Linked DNA regions of Anser cygnoides: region 2 is linked to region 1. Evidence: chromatin contacts called from public Hi-C data. All regions are on one chromosome and are shown on one strand. The core of a region is the stretch at or near the end of the contact, and the rest is flanking DNA. Distances in the headings are between cores, read along the strand shown.

Evidence for each region. Hi-C and Micro-C count contacts between places; a contact is called where the count stands out from the background.
Region 2: a Hi-C map of granulosa cells shows a contact between it and region 1, with 1.6 times the contacts expected there. The contact joins the promoter of GMNN here to the promoter of BLOC1S4 in region 1. A contact is called at or near these places in 2 of 7 Hi-C or Micro-C datasets (granulosa cells and liver).

The regions. Positions count from the first base shown.
Region 1 is chr2:99,772,112-99,777,644 of Taihu_goose_T2T_genome, forward strand. BLOC1S4 (biogenesis of lysosomal organelles complex 1 subunit 4) reads right to left here and starts at 2,725. Exons shown (of 6, transcript XR_007166882.2): 1 at 2,450-2,725; 2 at 2,186-2,257; 3 at 1,025-1,126; 4 at 156-290. PARD6G (par-6 family cell polarity regulator gamma) reads right to left here. Exons shown (of 3, transcript XM_048073542.2): 3 at 3,792-5,533. It overlaps LOC125183969 (a long non-coding RNA gene), which reads left to right and starts at 2,786. Exons shown (of 2, transcript XR_007166883.2): 1 at 2,786-3,027; 2 at 3,377-3,982.
Region 2 is chr2:100,234,414-100,239,946 of Taihu_goose_T2T_genome, forward strand. GMNN (geminin DNA replication inhibitor) reads right to left here and starts at 2,069. Exons shown (of 7, transcript XM_066992712.1): 1 at 2,013-2,069; 2 at 1,391-1,454. The coding sequence starts at 1,447.

The DNA of each region.
Region 1 (5,533 bases), core at 1,475-3,974:
TTAAATTAAGTCTGAGAACTTCACAATAGTGTTAATAACTTACGTAAGGTTTACATTTAAATACAGTTATATGTGTAACAAATTTACTGTTATTTTAATAATCCTCTCTGGTAAACAGAACTAAGGTGGACACATGATAACAAAAGCTTACTTACGTTAAGGAAGGATGGCATGCTGATTGTGTGCAAGATTTTCTTGAATGTGCTTGGAAATGCTCCGAGGTCCGTTTCTGCTTTTATGACCCGTTCTTCCATTCCAGCCACACAGTTTCCAATCATCTTCACAAAAGCCTATTTGAAAATAAATAGATAAATAAGCACAACTTTTTCACTAATAGATAGAAACAGGATTTTGTATTACACGACAGCGGTAACAGTACTATTACTAAAATGAGAAGTAAAAACAAAACAAAACAACTCCATACTTTATTTCCTTCCACCTACAAGTCCAATTTATTGGTAAAAAATATTTATGAGACACTCAGCAGCCTGCAAAAACAGGTTAAATCTAACAAAACAGTTATTGTTCCTCTTCCTACTTGTTTTTCACATAAATAATTTAGACTTATTAGGATTTAGATTTTTATCTGCCTTTCTACCCAGAAGTGGGATCAAGAATCTGGATCGCTTAGAATTTTGAAGCTTTACCAGAAATCAATAGCTCCCTCCTTCTTTTAGTCTAAAAATAGCTTTCAAGAGAGTAACCGTGAAAGACGCTATCAAAAAACAAAAAGAAGAAAAAGTGGAACTATTGCTTTCTGAAAAGAGGACAGTTGCCTTGCTTCAAGCAGTAGCTTTAGGAACAAAAAGGCATTTTGTTTTAGATTGTCAGCAGTCTCTGGAAATTCCTCATAAATTGTGTTCTCTTCGTCAATGCTGAGGTAAGAGATCTGGATTGGACACGGAAGAGCAAAAGGGATCTGAGTCCACTCCATGTTCACACACACACACACGATTATAGCGTATCATTGATTCTTCCCCCCTGCTGAGAAAGAGAATGCATGTAGAAGATGGCAAGCACATACCTCTAGGTTGTCAATCTTCTTGTATACCTGTCTCATTTCTGTAGCTTTTGCGTAAATTTCGGGTATGCTTTCATTGATGACTTGGGAGGAATCGCTTCTAATCTAAAGATGATTCCAACAGATAATACAGAAAGAGATTAATAGAACAAAATATTAAGTACTAGATTTCATTTCTGAAACTAGAATTGTGTTCCAATTACACAAATTAACACTAATAGATTAAAAATACTCAATCAAAACTAACTAACTAGCTTCTTTGTATAGTTTAGCAAGTACCTTTGAACAAAATTTATTTTGCAGAGGCTAACATTTAATTTTATAGTTGTATTAAAAACAGGCTGCTATAACATTATCAGAACTAAGACATAAGACACAGTGGAGAATCAAACGTATTAAACTGAAGTTCTGACTTCAGTTTTACTACTTGCGCATTTCCTCATCTTTACTGAAAAAAAAAAAAAAAGCAAGATTTTGTGGCCTGACTTTTATTGATATAATAAAAAACACACTTAGGTTGCCCTTAGATTACTGCTGCAGGACCAAGTGTACTTTGCTTTCAGAGGTGGCCTGTATACCAATGACCGCTTACATGGGCGTTTCATGGAGTTCCCCCTTTTCCTCTCATGAGAACGTGAAAACAAAGCTGTCTTTCTGACAACATGGTAAGAACGGGTCTGCCCTAAACTCTTATCTAGTTTTGGGAGTCTGGCAATTCCAGCGAGATGCTTTAATCATTAAAACCACGTAGGATGTCTGTACGTATACTAAAGGGCGATGAATATCGTATCATCCTTTTAAATGTCTGTGCTATCCAAAAATGAGATTCCATGTATGGGCATGTACAAACGTATACATATGCAATTATGCAGCTCTATACCTATATGTGAATACCACTTTGCTCCTACGTGGAAGCTCAGTAGTTTTCATCCATGAATTGTTGACCAGAACGAGTTCTCTCTCCAGCGTATTATCATGGAAGCTCAGTAGTTCTCATCCATGAATTATCGACCAAAACGAGTTTCCTTTTCAGCGTATCATCGTACGGGAACCCGCAGGCCAGGACCAAAGCCCGCTGCCCCCCTCCGCCCCGTTTCACAGCGCAACCCCCTACCAAAACACACACCGACTTCGAAACCGGACCGACGCGCCGCTTACACGCACCATGTCCAGCATCCCCACGAACTCATCCACCCTGGTCAGCAGGTCGTCCAGGCTCTTCTCCAGGCTCTCCACCTGCGAAAACACATTTTAAGCGCCGCGGCGGTACGAGAAAAGCGAGCGGGTGGCCGGGCACACGGCTACGTCCCGCCTGGCCCAGAAAGAAGCAAAAAAGAGGCGTTGGGACGACGCAACGGGTCGAGCCTCCCCACAGAAATAAATAAATAAATAAATAAAATAAAGACGCTGCGGGTCGCGGCCGCTCACCTGCTCGCTGAAGGCGCTGCGGTCGACGAGCAGGTAGGCGGCGTACGCGGCGGCGGTGGCGCTGAGCGACGCCTCCAGGGCGTCCCCCTCCTCGTCCTCCTGCTCGCCGAGCCCGGAGGCGTTGCTGTGGCTCTGGGAGACGTGCCCGCTGTCCCCGCTGTCCCCGCTGGGGCAGGGCCCGGCCCCGGCCCCGTCGCCGTCCCCCGGTGCGGCCGCCATGCCGCCGCCGCCCGGCCCGTCAGCCGGCGCCGCCATTACGTGAGGGAGGAGGCGCCGCCATCACGTGAGGGCGGGCGCAGGCGCGCTCCCGGGGGGCCGTGCCCGCGCCTGGCGCCGCCCGCCCGCCCTCACCACAGCGGGGGGCGGAGGGTGCCCGCTGGGGGTGAGCCCGCTCCTCGCTCTTGGCTGTGTGCCCTCAGCCACCCGCTTGCTTAATCTTAGAACCACAGAATGGTTTGGGCAGGAAGGGACCTTAAAGACCATCTAATTCCAACCCCCTGCCATGGGCAGGGACGCCTCCCACTGCGCCCAGAGGTTCCCCGATTTCTGCCTGAACTTCTCCCACCTGGTTTCTCCAGGTACAGCAGTACCAGGCGGTGGGCAGGGCGAGGAGGTGACAGACCAAAAAGGGGAAGGAGTTAATCCTAAAGAGAGAACTAATGTATGTGTGTATATATATATATACGGGACTTTTCAGAATTGTGCATGCAAAAATAAAAGCTTTTTTTTTTTTTTTTAACCTGATGCAAGCGAGGGCACTAAGTTTGCAAGCCTTAAGTGTTATGGTACAAAGTGTTAGCTCCAAAGTTGGTTCTGTCAATGATCTGCCCTTCTCAACTTGTGACTGAAAGCTGGGGTAAAATGCTTTTATTCGTCCCCCTTAGAGCTCTGAGGTGTGAAATGCAACTCGTGTTTCCCCCTTCCTAGGATGAAGGGCCTTGTCTGCTTCATTTGGACAGCCACAGAGCCTTCTTCCAAGCAAGACGCTGCAGCATATCAAGACAGTGTTATCTTCAGCTTATTCTGAAGCTCTGGAGGTACCTGAGGTACTCAAAGAAGACAAGAGACCTGAAGAAATCATGCTATGAAGAGCAGAGCAAGTTACTTGGTTCCCATACAAATCCATGTAGCAGTACCCTTTAATAAAGGCAGTATGGGGAGGAAATTTTCACTCTTCTGCCTGTTACCTGTGCTAAGTCTTTACTGGTACAGAAAAAAGCATCACCAAAATGTTTAGGTAGTTGAAGAGTTGCCAAAAAAACACGTCTCGTTTCAACAAGGAGGTGAGATACTTCTGCAGAAAGATGTGCTTCAGGATAGGGGAAAGGATATAGCATAGATGTAAGATTAGTGCACGTTTTATTGCAGACAGGTCACAATTTCATCAGTTAAATAAGGCAAAATGAGTAACTTCAGCCAGACAAATCCACTTATTTAAAGAAGTTGTCTTAAATAAGATGTAACACACTCCTCTTGATAAGATGGTCTGATTGACTGAAGCATATCCAGCTCTTTTTTTTTTTTTTTTTTTTACTGCACCAATATAGTCAGATTTTTTTAAAAAATGAAAACCTTTGGTAAAGTACAAACATTTTTAAGACAAACAGGATCAATATTCTTATTGTGCTGGGAAAAATAAGTATAGCTGCTGTGACACCTAGAAGAGAATTAGAGTAAGTGAAAGTATTTTAAAATAAACTTTTAAAGCAAATCTAAAAGAAACACACTAAGTTCAGCGTCCAAAACATTTAACAACGAGCAGAAGACTGGCTGTTCCACAGGTATTCTAAATCAGCGATAATGAATTAGTCCAAACATCCTTTGTCCAGCCATTACAAATTCCAAAATGGAATGTAATTTTTTTCAAACCAAGACTTCTGAATTTTCATATCCATACAATATTTAAGAAATGTCTAGTTCACCATATAAAAAAGCTTTAATGTACTACAAAGTTAAAAACAAAAAGAAAGTGACACAAGCTAAAAGTAGAAAAATACATTGTAAAACATTTATATTTTGTTCCTTACACTGATCAAGATATAACAAAATATTTTAGATTTGACCACTTTAATAAATTCATGGCGTTTTCAGAAGTGAACGGTTATCGACTCAGCAGTCGCTGGTTACCCCTTAACCAGCATCCAGTAGAGATGTCCAGCCATCGCAAACACCCAGTATACTCTAAGTTTCTAGAAATCATGTGTAGACATTAAGCTTTATGATTACTAGAAGAGTCCAAAAATAATAGAACTACTCTAAGGTTAGGTTTGAAAGGCAGTCAACATCCCTCGTTTGTATAGCAATTGGCCAATCTTTTGTAAGGAAAGACCTTGTGGGATTTTGGTTGCCCCAAACATGTAGCAAGAACCTGTTTCTGTGGCGAAGGGGACAGTCCTAGCACACTCTTCCACTTTTGCCTTCTCGCATGTATCCCTAAAATTCACATGAACCATAATATTGAAAAAAACAGAGCATGAAAAAAAAAAAAACCAACTGAAAAAGAGGTATTATCTAATAAATATCGAAAAAGAAAAGGAATACATTTTACACATAATGTTGCTGAACCTGGTTTGAAGCCCTCAGTATCATGGTTTTCTGTTCCAGGACAGGACAAAATCGTGTTGCAGGCAGGCCTGCCTCTGACCAGCAGGTGGTGCTGATCTCAAAGCAATAACGTCAACGTCCTCCAACCTCCCCACCCTAGACTTTTTAAAAATACATATATACTTTCGTTTGGAAAATGGATTTGCAGCATCTCCCTACCGCTGTTACCACCAGAGCAGGAAACCGCTCCTTTTATAGAGCGTGTCTGGATTAGACATAACATTGCAAATATGGTATAAACAAATTAGTGGAAGGTCTGTCTGTGATGCTAAAAGAACGGATAGCTATTAAGAAGCGCTCTTTTTAAACTCCTATTAGAAGAAAAACAGATTCCACTTCAAATAGACATGTCTGTTATTACTATTAAAACCTAATTCATATACATGCATGTATAAATACATCCACCCATGCATTCAAACCCAAGTACGTAGCACTGCCAGTGGTGGCCTATAAGACTGCTTAGATTTATACGAACTAAAA
Region 2 (5,533 bases), core at 819-3,318, 460 kb after region 1:
CTTAGCAAAGGCATTCACATTACTTTAAGCCATACCCGTTTTTATTACCTATGAACACACCCTCAAGTGGCGCTCATTTAAATAGACATGTTGCTTCAATTATCCACCAAACTAGAGTTAAGGGCTTCCTTGCTTGGATCCAGACAGGCCATTGTTTTGTATAAACAGTATGTTTATCACCTTTCTTGTCATGCATAAATACCTATTTCCTGCATTAAAGATTTCTGATTGGGTTGGTTACATGGCCACCATGGGATAGCAAACAATGGCAGACAACCAAGCAAAAACAGCCAGAATACAATGCCACACCAGCGTGAGAAAGTTACTGATTCACACTGTACTTCGTATGACAAGAGTTCGCCTTTCCCACGGTAGTTTCTGCCACCAATTACCCTGCTGTTGAACTGCAGGACAAACACTAACTACTGTGGGAACAGGAATCACGCCGTGTGTCAGACACTGCTTGCTGCTATTGAGGATTAGAGTTAAGTATACTCCGCCAAAGAACTATTGACCAATACCTGAGTTAACCCATGGCACATAAGTATTTATGTGAAATTACAAGAAGCCTGACCTATCAAATGGCTGCTGTCATTAATACCATAAATTCTCATTACAGTCTCTCTACCCTCATGATAGAGGCTATTAGACTATTTTATATTGCATTTGTACAACTCCAATTAGGGTCTACATTTAGCCACAAAATAGTCTTGTACCAAGAGTAAGTGAATTATAAACTTGGGTAACTTCTAATCAGTTATCTCTTAAAAAAAGAAAGTTAGTGGAAACATCAATTCCAAGGCAACTATAGTTCTTTAAGCTGGCTTGGAAAGAAACCTACTTACATACTTCAGTTAAAAGCATGCTCAGGTCAAGATGGATTTAGTTCTAAAAGTTCCTCCCAATAAAGGGTAAAGGTTATAAAGCTTACTTTGCAGAGTCCTAGCAGCTAGACTGATTCGGTACTTGAAATACAACAGGTAGCTGGCATCTAAAAGTCACATGGACAGATAGCAAGCTACCTCAATGTCAAATTAAAACAGCTTGTTGAGCATTTAAAAAAGTAGCCACGAACACATATGCCCGAGCAGGACACAGCGTTCCCAAGCCAACACACTTCACACCAGGACATTACCCAAGCCAACAGGAGGTAAATCAGGTGGGAACACACTGCAACAGATTCCTCTGCATTCGGATACAAAGCTCGTGTCAGACTGACAGGCCGCTTCCCAGACACTGGCCTGTACAGTGCCTGAACAGGGCAAGTAGTATGTTCTGGGCAACCTTGATGAATTTCATCTTTATGCGGGCAGCCTTGACAAATTTCAGCATGTATTTTCTATTCTTTATCTGCCTCTGTACCTCAGTTGCAACACGTCAGAGCTTATACCTGCAAAGATCCCGATGACTTCTCCGCGTTCAACTTTTGTTTCATTTTGGAATTCATAGGATCACTACAGAGGAAAAAAAAATAAATAAACAGATATAGAGATGAGCACGTTTGGCTGCAACTGTGCTTCAGAAACACCGGAGTACCGCAACACCACCTCAGAAACAGCGTAACACCGCCACATCGCCTCATAGCCCCTTACCACAGCACTGAAACCCCGCACAGCTCACACGGTTACCGAGCCCCGGCGGCCCACAGCCGGCTGAGGAGGGCACTTGGGAGCGGGACACCCCCCCACCCCCATGCCGCTGCCCGCCCACCCTGCCCCTCAGGGAGCCGCACACCCAAAATGGCGGGAGCGCAGCGCAGCGCCCGCCCCCCCCCCCCGACTCCACGGCCCCGCCCCCCGCCGCCGCGCAGCCAATGGGGAGCCGAGCCCGCAGCCCGCCAAGCCCCGAACGCCGCAACGCTGCCGCCCGCCCGCGGCCCGTCCCTAACGGCCCCAGTGCAAGCGCGGCGCGTGCCCAATGGCTGCAGCCCCCCGCGCGCGCGCCCCCTCACCCGCCCGGCGCCCGCTCCCCGCCAGCAGCAATACCCGCGCGCTCCCCGCAGCGGGCCGCACCCTATAAAGCGGCGCGGCTGCGGCGCCGCGGGTTCCCGCCTCCCCTCCCGTCACGTGACCCCGAGCCAATCGCAGGCCGCGCTGGCCCCCCCTTTTCCCCGCCTCGCCGGCGGAGCCACGCCCCTCCCGCCGGCGGCGCCGGGGCCCCTGTGGTGGCGGGGTGGGTGTGTCGTGAGGGAACCGCTGCCGCCCGCCTGAGGCGTTTTGTTTATCCTAAGGTTATCTTCTGCTGACTTGCCAGTAAGCATCCGCAGAGTGAAGGTCACACTCCTCGGAATCAAGGTCTCGCCGCTAGCCTTGGAAAGCCGTCAATGTTTTTTCCAGGCAGTATTATGAAGCTATTAGGAATTATTATAATTACAGGCTGAAGTATTAATTTAGCATACCACCGTCAGTCTTCGGTTTGGAAATAAACTGTATGACACGAGGATGTCTTGAGAGTCGTGGTCTGAAAAAAAATATAAAAAATGAATTAAGAAATCTGTAAACAAGTACAAGGAAATAAAGCTGATCTCTCTTGCATAAACTTGCTCAGTCTCCCGGTGACCCATTTAAACTCTAATTGTCCACAACATCCTCTGGCAAAGTGGTTCCAGAGCTCAAACAGCCATTGTCTGAAGAGCCCCCGCCTTTTTTTGTTCTTTTGCGCCCGGTTCCCATAGCTTCACTTGATGTCCCCAGGCCTTGAACTGGAAATGATAACAAACAACCAGCCCTCATCTACCTTCTCCTTTCACAGATCCCCTTCCAGTTCTTTCTCCGAGGTCTGCTCCATCATTCCTGTTCCATCTTTCTGCTCTTCTGGGAGCTACATGACATTTTTTAACCTTTGCCTTTTTAACCACTGCAGAACATTGGTCTGGTATTTTTGTGGAAATGTCTGTCATAACTCTGAGATCTTATTCTGTAATTATGTTCACTTCAAAGCATGTTATCCAACAAGTAAAATTAAGATTTATTCCCCCTATGTATCTTCATTTACATTTATTTACTATGAACTTCACTGGCTGTTGTATCCTGTCACAAAATTCCGTAACACCCTTCTGCATTTTTTCACTCAGCCCTATTCCTATTATCTTGAATAATGTAGTGCCATCAGCAAACTGTCACCTCAGTAAGCTTTGTCTTTAAATAAAGTAAGCTTTATGAAGAAAACAGAAACAATACATGAAGAAATGTCTATCTAAATTACTATTGCTTTGTTATAGTTGTAAAAAAAGTGTTCATGCTTTAATTTAAATCTTGTTGATTTTAGAATAAATTTTTAAATTTCCATATTCCAAAACACTAGCAGATATACTAAACTCTGATTAAAGATTGACATAATTCTTTCCAGCATTAAATCTCCTTTCAGAAGGATGTGGTTATGGGTAAAGTACACATAAAAAAAATAGAAATGATTTTAATATATGAAATATAAATACAACATAAAATATTGTTATCTAACAATATAAATATTCAGCATTTTTAATAAAATACACAGCATGAACTGCATTATATACATTTTTAAAATTATATGCATGCATAGATTTATATTCATGAAAGGCAATACTATTTTACAAAGCGATTTTATGGCCGCGATACAATATATGTAATGCTAACGTTCTCAAGTGAAACCTACTTAAAGATTGCCTTTTCAAAATTCAATTTTAATTTATAAAAAGCTTTTCAGGTAAACTTACAGCTCAGAAGTGGAAGAACTGCTTTTGGAAATGTTGATAATTGGAAAGGGCCAAGGTAGTGGGCGATGGTTCTGATGTGACAGTTCTGTTTGTTTGTCCTTTTAATCTGTTCCTTGCTGGAGGCATATGATCTGGAGTTTTTTTACAAAGGTGCCACTCCTTCAATTTATCCAGCTGAAGAACACGTCCTGTAATGAACCGCTGTGTCTCAAGAGTTTTCCTTCTGTTCAGTTTCTTCAGTTTGAAAGCTTTGTAAAGAATCCCTTCACCATGTCAGAAAGAACACCGAGAGCTTATTATTAGAAGCTTATTCATAGTCTAACTGTGGGAACCAGCATAATTATATATAAAAACAAATCTCACAAAAAGGTTTCAGGTTGCTTTTTTTTTTTTTTTTTGGTAATAATTCCCATTTTTGTGACTGAAAGTTACATTTAATTAGGGGTTTTTACCTAAAAAAATCTGTCAAGTCCAAGACTAGCAGAATATACCTTTCTTCAGATTGAGTGCAATATTCTGCCAGTTCAACTTGTTTGTTTCATAAAAAATATAACTCGGTGTGATGAATACTCATGACTATTTGCACTTCAAGTGAGCCTGAGCAAACACGCTGAGGTTTCCCATAGAGCTCAGCCAATTTGTTAGATTGTTCGCGGCAGCGGAGAATGTGTACTTTTTAGGGCTTTTATACTGTACTGCTGTTGATAAATGTTATCGGTTCTTACAGCACATAATGTGTGTGGAAACTTCCTAAGCATTGTACAGCAGAGCTCACTGGAAGGTTTGGACTTAGCTGTCTGAATCAAGTACTGGCAAAATGGTATTTTATTTGACAGTCGTATTGTGCCTTTTGTCAAGGCCTTTCTTTTAATCCACAGAATTAGCAAGCTCTGGGGTACTTAAATACTCTTTCTATTTCTACCCGCTACATTTAACGCAGGTAAATTAAATTGTTATTTTGTATCACGTAAATTTCCTTATTACATAAATATCATAAATGCTTTCCTATGTATTTAATGTATTTAATATAAACAACTACTGCGACTGTTCTAGATGCAGAGAACTACTGCGGGGAGGGTTCAGGAGACCCAGTGCAGCGCTGCGCCTCTGAAGCATGTGAACATCTTATCTCAGTCCTGCTCTGGGTGCAAGCCAGAAAGTAGGAGTGAAGCCCTGAGGCTGGGTTTTGGATCTTTGAATCAGCAAACAGGAACTGTGGCTCTCGGGTTGCCTTGCTTCCCTTCTCCTGTCTCTTCTGTCCAATAAAAGTGCCGTTTATTTTAGGGGGTGAAAAGAAAAGCTGAGAAATCCTGGGCTGCAGTGAATTATTCGCTGCTCTTACCCAACACCTTGCTCAGCTGTCGTCTTCTGCGAGACTTGGCTCCCAACTTGGCATCTTTTGGGGATTCCTCAGAACTCCCCAGAAAGCTCGGAAGAAAAAAACACAAAAACCGTGGGCATCCTGAGCGGACTGAGCACGCAGCGCTCCTGCCCCCGGCCTGCCGGTGTGCCTCAGCGTGCCCGTGGAAAGCTCCCCTGCCATCCATCCCCTGGGTGACACTAGGTGGCAGCGTGGCCCCGCTTTGACCAGCGCTTCCCCACCCTCGCAGTGCCGGTTCTGTGGCGTTACCTCGTGTTTACGGGTGTTTTGGGTGTTAACTCACGAGTGCGTGACCTGTCTTCTTTTCCCTAGGTTTCCCTGCATCCTGGCAAAGCAGGTTTTCTATAATGGCCGCTGCTGTAAATGAAATCTTTCCAGAGAGTTTGCAGTTTCTTTCTGTGAGATTGTCCTGTTAATAGTGATCAATCCGAGGGGAAAGATTAAAAGAAAAAATCTAC